Regions from separate parts of the Mus musculus genome. Here all the other regions are linked to region 1. The links are chromatin contacts, called in public promoter capture Hi-C maps. All regions are on one chromosome and are shown on one strand. The core of a region is the stretch at or near the end of the contact, and the rest is flanking DNA. Distances in the headings are between cores, read along the strand shown. Region 1 holds the start of Folr1 (folate receptor 1 (adult)). Region 2 holds the start of Kcne3 (potassium voltage-gated channel, Isk-related subfamily, gene 3). Region 3 holds the start of Pold3 (polymerase (DNA-directed), delta 3, accessory subunit).

Region 1 (3,216 bases), core at 593-3,092:
GTGCTGGGGAGTTAAAGAATCCAGGTGTTCATCCTGTCAGTAATGGAACACAAATGATAGTCTCAGCTTAATGGACAGGATGTGACTGGAAAGAATCCCTTGCAAAGGTCTTGTGGGGACAGTGGGGACAGTGGGGACATATATATCCAAGAGTCAGCAATAAGGTTGCGCTTGCTTGTAAAGAAGTACAAGCAGAATTCTAGTGGACAGAGCTGGAAATGATCAGAAACACAGACTTGTGGGGGCTGGAGAGATGGCTCAGAGGTTAAGAGCACTGACTGCTCTTCCAGAGGTCCTGAGTTCAATTCCTAGTAACCACATGGTGGCTCACAACCATCTGTAATGAGATCTCATATCCTTTTCTGGGGAGTCTGAAGACAGCTACAGTGTACTTACATATATAATAAATAAATGTAGCCGGGCGTGGTGGCACACGCCTTTAATCCCAGCACTCGGGAGGCAGAGGCAGGCAGATTTTTGAGTTCAAGGCCAGCCTGGTCTACAAAGTGAGCTCCAGGACAGCCAGGGCTATACAGAGAAACCCTGTCTCGAAAAACCAAAAAAGCAAAAAAAAAAAAAAAAAATGTTTAGAAAGAGAGAAAGAAAGAAAGAAAGAAAGAAAGAAAGAAAGAAAGAAAGAAAGAAAGAAAGAAAGGCAGACTTTTATCCCAACAGTCGGGAGGCAGAGGGCAGGTGGATCTCTGAGTTCGAGGCCAGCCTGGTCTACAGAGTGAGTTCCAGAGCAGCCAGGGCTACACATAGAAACCCTGTCTCAAAAAGAAAAGAAAAAAAAAATCAGGCAGGAGAAGTAGTGTGGAGTCATAAGCCTTAGAATGCTGCTCCAGGATGCCTGATAGACTTCTCTCAAGCAAACGAACGACACCAGACTTGTAGACAAACTCCAGTGTCCACAGCCCTGAACAGTGTGAATGGCGCACATCGGGGGCCCGATACTCACCAAAGCTCAGGATTCTCTCCCCTGCAATCTGGAGGCCTTCTCTTGCTTCCTGGCCTTTAATCCCACTGTTGGATGTGGGGGGTTGTCAAACACCTTCCTGTTTTTTCAGCCTGGTCACAAGACACTAGCAGGCTGGGCCAGACTAGACACTGACAGTCAGTTTTGCTGATAATAAGCTGCTATCTCAGGGAGATACTTCTTGGACTGGCTCCAAGGTGACTGTGAAATTCTGTCCCTCCCTAGTGGTCAAATGATCTCAACACTTAGGCTCCGGATGGGTACAACACTTCAACATTCAGGGCATTAGGGCTCAAATGCAGTCAAATAGCTGATGGAGGTCCTACACAAGCTGCCTAGCTCTCCTAGCATCCCCCAGTCTCTGCTTGTTTTCAGGATCCTCCTGGTTGGCGTGCCTGGTTCCCTGACCTAAACCTTCTCCAGCCCAGGGCCTGGGCCACCCTTCTTCTAGTGGTTCTTCTCTATAGAATGCAGTCATTTTGGCTAAGCTGGTCTTTTTACCCTTTTGCACTTTTGGTCTCATGGCTTTCCCCTCTCCCCTCCCATGACCCAGCTCAGGGTCTTGTTCACTCTGGGCCCTTCCAAATGCTTTTCTGGCTAGGCTCTTCTCCATATCTACAATAAACTTTCTCCTCCACCATACCTAGGGGCTGTCATGGCCTCCTTTTTATTTCTTTTTTTCCTCACTCAGGCAGGAGCTGAGGCAGGGCAGGGTGTTCACTCCAGGCCCCAGCTCAATCTTCACCTCAAATCCTCACTGGAAAGGTTAATTATTCAGAAGCTGTAGAGCTCAGGAGCATCACCCAGGGGGCAAACCTCACTCTTGCAATAGAGGAGCCATAAAGGCCAGTTAATAATCAGCCCCGGGGCAGAGACAGCTTAGAAGGGCCTCCAGCTTTAGGCTTTATAGATACCTGGCCCACCCTTCCCCAGTCAGCAGGCTGATCTGGAAGTATAAACAAGAAAGGAGGCTGACGGCTCTAGAAGTCCCCAACCTGTTGTGATCTTCAGTAGACAAACACTCCTGGTGTGTCACAGGATTCAGGTACATGGCAGTGGCCAGGGCGAAGGGTAGCAAGACAGAACCAGGGACCTCCTGGGAGCCTGTCTCTCTTTGTAGGGCCTTGTTCTTTGGCTAATTTTCCCCCAGAGTCCAAATTGCCTCCTCTCTCTCCTTCCTCCTTCCCTTCTTCCTTGCCTTCCTTCCCCTCCTTCCTTTTCTCTTTCTCCTGACATTCACCAATGTAGTGGTCTCTACTATCTCACTTAAATTTCGGTTGAGACAGCTCCCACATCTATGTCCAATTTGGAGCCTTCCTCTGGGGCCACACACGCACAGGTAACTGATCAACAACTCCGAGTCTCCTGCTCAAATCTACTCCCCACTCCTTTATCCAACAGCAGCGCCATCCTGGGCTCCCAGTAAGGGATGGGTGGGGGACGGGGTCCTGTTTTGGCTGCAGTGAAATGTGGGTGATGTCAAAATTAGCTCAGATCCTTAAGGGTTCCCCCCACGCCCCCACGCCTGTAAAGATCTGTCACAGGAGTGGGAGGTGAGCAAGTGGAGAAGGAAAGGAAGCCTGGGCTTCCACAGCACTGAGGCTCTCGTCAGAAAGGTTAGGCCATCAGGGTCTTGTGACTGGAAGTGGGTGATAGCCTGGCTGGTGAGGTTGGGGGAACTTGTAGCTGAGAGAAGTTGGGGACATGGGATCTTCTGATTCTATACAACAGGCCTGGAAGTTGCAAGCCTGTGTTCTAGTGACAGTCCTGCCATTGGCTCTGGTGTGGTCCTCTGGGGCTCATCCTATTCATGTGTATAATAGGACATGGGTGTTGGTAGTGGATGGATTATTTTAAAGGATCTTAGCAGCTCAAGACACAATGTGAGGTGTTTGTTTGTTTGAGACAGGGTCTTTCAGTGTAGCCTTGACTATCCTGGAACTCTCTCTGTAGATCAGGCTGGTCTCAAACTTACAAAGATCTGCCTGCCTCTGCTTCCCGAGTGCAGGGATTAAAGGCATGCACCACCACAGCCCGGCTGTTTGTTTATTTATTTGCAATGCTGGGATTGAAACTGGGGCTTCACACATACTAGGCATGTGCCACCACCCAGCTGTTTGTTTATTTGTTTACTTGCAATGCTGGGGATTGAACCCAGGGCCTCACACATGCTAGGCCAGCCTTTGCCATACACATCCCAAGAACGGAGCCTGTACTATTAATCGCATCCCTACAGAGGC
Region 2 (3,453 bases), core at 31-2,530, 1.7 Mb after region 1:
AGTCATCCCAAGTGCCTACCTTCTGCTGTGCCCTCTCACAGCCCACAGCCACCAAGGGTCGCCCACCTCCTTTGTGTCCCACCCTTTCTGATGAATCCTGCAGGTCCTTGCCATTTACAAGTGCCTTCCCTGCCCCTACTTGGCCAGTCTGTGTAGCCAAGCATAGGATGGAGGTTCTTGGTCTTGCCTGCCTCCCTCTTAGAAGGTACTTCAAGCTCCCCTGCGTTACAGATAGAAAACATGCCCTGAGGAATTTGAACTGAAGAAAGTTGCTAGTCGGTTTTCATCTTCCGGGAGTCAACAGACTTTAAAGGCAGTTTTTAATGCCTCCAGTTATCGCACCCCTCCATTTGCAATTTACAGAGTGGCTGGAGCCAGAGAGAATGAGTTTATTCGATATCTGTACGTGAAATAAGAGTCCTGGGCTAGGAGTGAGGAAACACTGGTTCTAATTCAATATGGTCCCTGGTGATAAGATTATCCTGGGTCCTCAGTTTCCTCCCATGCAAATTAATAAAGAGAAGGAGGCAGAGATTAGGACTTTGCTTCCCGGGGCTCTAACACACTGGCTGAGACACCTCCCAAACATTCCCCTTTGCCCTAATTGGATTACATGGGGGCAACTGGAGCAGGAGACCCATTTTACAGGAGGTGACCTAAGAAAGCATAAGGCACAAAGCCATGGTTGACCTGCATCAATTTACACTACCTGAAAACTAGAACCCAAGACTCCTGACTTTCAACCTAGAATTGCTACTAACAGCGGAAGATGCTTCAGCCCGTCCCGGGATTTCGGAGGATCTGATCGCCGAGGGCTGGTCACAGTGGAGTAGAATGGGTAGGGCAGTTCTGCAGAGCCCGCAGCTTTGGTAGAGCAAGACTGACTCCTGGAATGTTATTTCCGTGAGTGTCCCGCTGCAGACCTGTGAGTGTCCTCTTATCGGTAGGAGAGGAGGAGCCTTTGCTGCCTGGAGGAAAGCCTGGGAGAGCGCCTTCGGACCACACACGACTTTCCATGCGCAGCGAAACTCTCTAATCCCTATAGTTCCTGGGAATACCTGCTTTTCTCACTAAGGAAGATCCACTCTGTGTTTTAGCAGCACCCCACGTCGGGTCCCCCCTCTGAAGGAAAACACCGAAACCCTGCACGTCTTGCCCGGACTATGGATAGCTTTTCCAACCCTGTAGCGCCTTACCCGCCTCTACGATCTGTCTCCGGTGAACACTGCAATAATGCCCAGATGCGCTCAGTGCTCTCAGATCTCTGCACGCCTACTGGCTCTGGCTCCCTTTTCCTTCCCAGGGTGTCCCTCCTCTGGCCCCGCCCTGCCTTAGCACTCCAGCTTCAGCGTTGGCTGTCTTGGGGCGCCTCCGCCCAGCTCCTTAGCCTTAACCGGGTGCGGTTGCGGGGAACCACCTGCTTCCTGGATCCCAGACAGAATTTTTCTCGTCTGTGTCTCCTTTAAGTCTCAGCCAACCTAGCGAAAAGCTGATTTCCAAACACCCAGACCAAGCGCTAGGTTTTGGTGGAGTCGGGCTTGGTACCTGTGTAGCTGTGTGGCACTGGGCAGCTCCTCTCTGGGGCCTTGGTTTCCTGTCTATGGGTACCACCATTCCTGCACTCGCTCTTCACAGGGTTACGGTAAGATTAGAAGTGTTTTCAGAATCCAAAATACTAAAACCGGAATAGCCAAAGAAAACATCTGATTCTAAGACATACCCTGTTTTCAGTTTGCAGACGCCCAAATTGGGGAGGTGATTCTACACTCAGCAAGCAAGTCAGCGCAGAGCTCGGTCAGAGCTTGGTCTCAGAATCCACGTACTCTAGCAGGCATCTCCCCCCTCAGTAGTCTGTGTCACATGCCCGGTCTCAACTTGTATCCACTCACTTCTTAACTGGTGTCTGTCCCAGAACACTTGTTTTCCAGCCACTGGGTCCACATCCAAATTGTTTCTGATGATATTAAAAATTGTTTCTGTTGATATAGAAGAGACGCTGATAAGTGTCATTTTCCTGTTGATGACAGAAATAGGGATCTGCCTCTCAGGGACTCTGTAGCAACCACTTATCCAAGCTCTCTTCACTAGCGGAGGTCACACAACGAACACACTCAGATGAGCTCCCTCACAATTCTCGCAAAGATCTACTGCAGTATTTCCAAGGTGAGTAATTTCCATCACAGAATATTAGGATATGATTACCTAATACGTGCTTAGGGAAAAACAAGATTGCCACGTGGTGGGCTTTTTGTGCATAATTGCTAATCTCCTTCAGAACACATCCTTGTTGTGTTGTTTCTGTGTGGCAGGTTTCTATCCAGCCGTTCCTCCCTAAGCTGGACACCACCTCTGAGAGCCGTCATCCCGATTACCCCAGTATGCGCTGCTCCAGTCTGCACACCGAGGGCGGTGGGCTCCTCCTGGGAGGTTTGGATTCAAAAGACCCAGAGTGGGGCCCAGAAATCAGCATTCAGAGTTTTGCCTCTGTAGATGTCTGTGCACCGCTTACATGCCAGGTGCCCTCAAGGCCAGTCTTAAGCACCATTGGGAGACTGGGAATCTCGTTTCTCTTTTCTTTTTTTCTTTGTTTGTTTATGTGATTTTTGAGACAGGGTTTCTCTGTATAGCCCTGGCTGTTCTGAAACTCACTCTGTAGACCCAGCTAGCCTCAAACTCCCAGAGCTCTGCCTACCTCTGCCTGCTCAGCACTGGGATTAAAGATGTGCCCTGCCTCCCCCTGACAAAACTCCTAGGCACACAACAAACAAGAACAATGACAAAACTCAACAGGGGTAGAGTGATGGTTCAGCAGCTAAGAGCACCTGCTGCGTTTGCGGGGGACCCTGTTAGGTTTCCAGTACCCATCTAGGATCTCACAACCATCTGTGACTCCAGTTTTAGGGGATCTAATGCCCTCTCCTGACCTCCACTGGTAGCAGGCACACATGTGGGGTAATAGGCCATACAGCTGGGCAAAATAATCATAGACATTAAATAAAACAATTAAATCTGAAAAAAAATTAAAACTAGCCTTGTCAGGTGGTGGTGACCCACTCAGGAGGCAGAAGTAGGCAGATCTCTGAGTTCAAGACCAACCTGTTCTACAGAGGGAGTTCCAGGACAGGCAAGGCTATATAGAAAAACCTGAGAGAGAGAGAGAGAGAGAGAGAGAGACTTGCCTTGGTTCAGTCAAGGTCCTCCCTCTTTTCCTAGTTTGGGAAGAACTTTGCATTCTTGACATAGGGGAGCAACAACTGTCCCTGTCAGGAGTGCTCTGAGGACACAGACGATCTGTTCCAATAATGCTTTAGAATCAGAAACTCTGATTCATACCACCTTAGAGTTCTAGAATCATTCGGCACAGAACCTAAGCAAGAAGGACTTACAGCTCTCTGGTCAGTTCCCCTCCAGGCGAATCCTCTGTAGTTCACGTTGCCACAAGGCTGTCCAGCT
Region 3 (3,342 bases), core at 461-2,960, 1.7 Mb after region 1:
TTGAGACGGTGGGCGATTATTTTAGCATACCTGGACGGAAACATACTTGCTATGTATGTGGCTTGGAGCAAACTACCTAACTCTGGACAGTTTCTATAAAACTGAGATAAAGACTCAAGTTATCTGACATCTATATATTAGTATACAGGTAATATTTACATCCTAGATTGTTGACGAGATTACACGAGAATATTTAAATACAAAGTCTAACATGGCCCCTGCCCATTCAGTGATGGTAAGTCACAGTGGGCACATCAGAGCTCTACTTCTTTCTCAGCAGTATTTTCACTTAGCTCTCAATGCCTTCATTGTAACCAAACTTCAAGCAAAATTCATTTGCTGAGAGTCTATTACACGTGGGTGTTCTGACATTATGAATACAGTAAGTTTGAATTTTTATTTATTAATTATTTTGTGCATATACATGGGCCTGCATGTACCATGGTGTGTGGAGACCAAAGGATGACTCCAAGGAATCAGTTCTCTCCTGCCATCTTTATGTGGCTCCCTGGGACTGAACTCAGGTCATCAGGTCTGTGCTGCAAGCACTTTACCCACTGAGCTATCTCATTGGCCCCAAGATCATACTTAAAATAGTTTTTGTTTACACAAACCCTGTCTCAAAGTCCTTGCAGTTGTTTCCTAGTCACTCTTCCCATGAACAACATGAAGGTGGTTTGAAATGATGGGACCTCATCTTTTGTATGTGTGTGTGTGTATAAAGGGATAATAAAATCTAACAAGACTACTTGAGGATTAGGGTCACTGCTAGAGATGCCCACCACATGCTAGTTACTCAGTAAGTAAGTAATTGTGATATATCTGGGGAATATACATGAAACTAAAAGACTTTCTTCATCTCTTAATTCGTGGGAGGGAAAATTCCAAGGGATACTCTTCTCTGATTTGTTTTTGACCCTAAAACCTTTCAGTGTATTTGTAGACACAACTGTAATCTCTTTGACATGATCTTGGGTTTATTTACAGGCATCTGTTATGATTCTCTATGAAAACCACACAATGCATTTGCTGGGTTTCTATGAGACTAAATGAAATTTCATTTTCAAAGCACTTGCTCAATATGTTTGTCGTGTAACAACACAGTTACCAGCTATTATTAGTGTGATCGTGGTGAGCACAGCTTGAAGGTTTTATGTGTATCGTCTCACTTATAACTCCAGCCAAATAGAATGATTTGATTTCTCGTCTGCTCTTTTCCCCAGTCTTTTCACATCTTCCGGGAAACTCCTGGTTGACCCAAAGATCATGTCCCTAATCTAGTGACTCTTACTTGGTAGCTCTGGCTAGGTTGGAGCTCCATGGGTAGAACAGGGTGGTCTTCAGCTCACAAAGATCTGCTTGCTTTTGCACCACCACGCCTGACACCAACTCTTTTAAGCCACCCCTCCTCCCCCTCTTCCCCCTCCTCCCTCTCCTTTACAATGTAGGCTCCATGTGTACTCTTGGCCACAGCACTCCCCCGCCCCCAGCGGTGAAATATAAGGTTATGAGTCAGTCTACTTGTGGTAGCAGAGAAATCGCAACGTTCTCAGGTGCACACCGACAACCACGGGCTCGCGCCTCACTTCCGGTCGGTCTCGCTCCAACTTCCCCCTACATCAGCCCTGGCTGGCCTCTCACTAGTTTGGCCCTCACCCGCCGCCGTAGCGCGGCGCCTTGGTTGCCCTGGGAGACGACCTGTGACCCGAGAGTGAGCGAAGCTGTTTCCCGCCGGCGGGAGCTACGGCTGGGGCGGGTTGAGCGCGGGGCTCGAAGCCGCACCACCATGGCGGAACAGCTGTATCTAGAAAACATAGACGAGTTCGTCACGGACCAGAACAAGATCGTGAGGAGCTAGGACCACGGGGGTGGGGAAGGCGGGGCCGTGCGAGGCGGGTGTGCGGGGGACTGGGCCTGCCCGGTCGGCGAGGGGTCGCGACCCCCGGTGCCTGTGGCTTCTCGGGGACCGGCTGAGGTGGCCACTGGTCACCGCGAAACCCGCGTAGGGAGACACGCCCTGCGGGCAGAGCTTCTGGCGCGCGCCCAAGCCCCGGGGCCTTGGGCGGGATTGTGAGGTCCGGGGGCGTGGAGCCTGGGAAGCCAGCGGGGTTCGTGAGGCTTCCTTTCCCTGCTCTGTCGGGTGGTGGCCCCTCAAGACAGTTGAGACTGGCCGACTTTCATAGGCGACTGCCTGGTGCTTTACCCACCAGAGACAGTTTCCTCTTCCTGGAAATTTAAATATTGAAAGCAGCTTGACCCACCTCCTCGGGCTAGCGTAAAAATGAAGAGACTTGGGTGTGATGGACCTTTGCTGCTGTGAGCCCATGGACACAGTTTGGTACACCGACTCACACCTCCCGGGTCCTCCAGGCTTTTGTGTTATCCCTAGAAGTGGGATTTAGCCAAGGGTCAAATGACGTGTATAAACGCGTCAAGGGCCATTAGGGCTGGATAGATAAATTCTTGAATCCCAGGTCTGTCTCTTTCCCCTCTGCCTCTGTCTGCCACTCTGCCTCTGACCAATCTTTATTAGTCCTCTTATTGGGAGTGCATCGTTTAGCTTTGGAAGAAACAACAGACATACCGGGTCAGGGAAGGATGGAGGCTCGATGCCCCTAGTTCTTGAAATTACCCCATACTACATTTATCCATTTTTCTCTCTCTCTTTTTTTTTTTTTTTGATTCCCACACCACCTGTTCCTCTTAACATTTGAATAGTTGCAAATTTACTGAGAAGTTCCTGGGTTATGTGCTTTCAAGTAATGCTAGGTTTTAGATAAATTTTAGGATAGTTTTAGGTAGCTTCTTAAAGACAAGAGGGTCAGAGAGCTTTTAAGTAAGACAAGGAGTTTGAGCTAAATAATCTTTGGCTTGGCTTTGTAGACTCTTAAGACTTTTCTTATTATGTTTAGTGTCATGCGCGTGCGCGCGCGCACACACACACACACACACATAATTGTGCTATGTCACAATTATGGATGTCAGAGGACCAGTTCTCTCATTCCACCGTACGAATCCAACAAATCAAACCCAGGCTCTTTTTGTTTGTTTGTTTTTCGAGACATGGTTTCTCTGTATAACCTTGGCTGTCCTGGGAACTCACTCTGTAGACCAGGCTGGCCTTGAACTCAGAAATCCTCCTGCCTCAGCCTCCTAAATGCTGGGATTAAAGGCGTGTGCCACCACCGCCCGGCCAAACCCAGGTTCTTAAGGGTGTGGTAGCAAGTGCCTTTCCCCACTGCCCATCTCTCTGACCCACCTTTGTAGATTCTTTTGCATTGATCAGTCTGTGAAGCATCTTAGTGTTTGTAAGGTAAGTACCCTGGCCTTACTTGTCATATG

What was found. Promoter capture Hi-C pulls out the DNA fragments that hold promoters and counts their contacts. Capture Hi-C pulls out chosen DNA fragments and counts their contacts.
Region 2: a promoter capture Hi-C map of liver shows a contact between it and region 1, with 5 times the contacts expected there. The contact joins the promoter of Kcne3 here to the promoter of Folr1 in region 1. A contact is called at or near these places in 2 of 39 promoter capture datasets (liver and pre-B cells) and 2 of 9 other capture datasets (adipose tissue and liver).
Region 3: a contact with region 1 is called in a promoter capture Hi-C map of liver, with 4 times the contacts expected there. The contact joins the promoter of Pold3 here to the promoter of Folr1 in region 1.

Annotation. Positions count from the first base shown.
Region 1 is chr7:101,869,414-101,872,629 of GRCm38.p6, reverse strand. It overlaps Folr1 (folate receptor 1 (adult)), which reads left to right and starts at 1,842. Exons shown (of 7, transcript NM_001252554.1): 1 at 1,842-2,021. Gm35597 (a long non-coding RNA gene) reads right to left here and starts at 1,919. Exons shown (of 3, transcript XR_378387.3): 1 at 959-1,919; 2 at 1-33.
Region 2 is chr7:100,176,510-100,179,962 of GRCm38.p6, reverse strand. Kcne3 (potassium voltage-gated channel, Isk-related subfamily, gene 3) reads right to left here and starts at 1,280. Exons shown (of 4, transcript NM_001360467.1): 1 at 1,197-1,280. It overlaps Gm51453 (a long non-coding RNA gene), which reads left to right and starts at 1,272. Exons shown (of 3, transcript XR_003946660.1): 1 at 1,272-1,642; 2 at 1,732-2,163; 3 at 2,310-2,579. It overlaps Gm34821 (predicted gene, 34821), which reads left to right and starts at 3,293. Exons shown (of 4, transcript NR_169134.1): 1 at 3,293-3,395.
Region 3 is chr7:100,119,868-100,123,209 of GRCm38.p6, reverse strand. Pold3 (polymerase (DNA-directed), delta 3, accessory subunit) reads left to right here and starts at 1,710. Exons shown (of 12, transcript NM_133692.2): 1 at 1,710-1,846. The coding sequence starts at 1,787.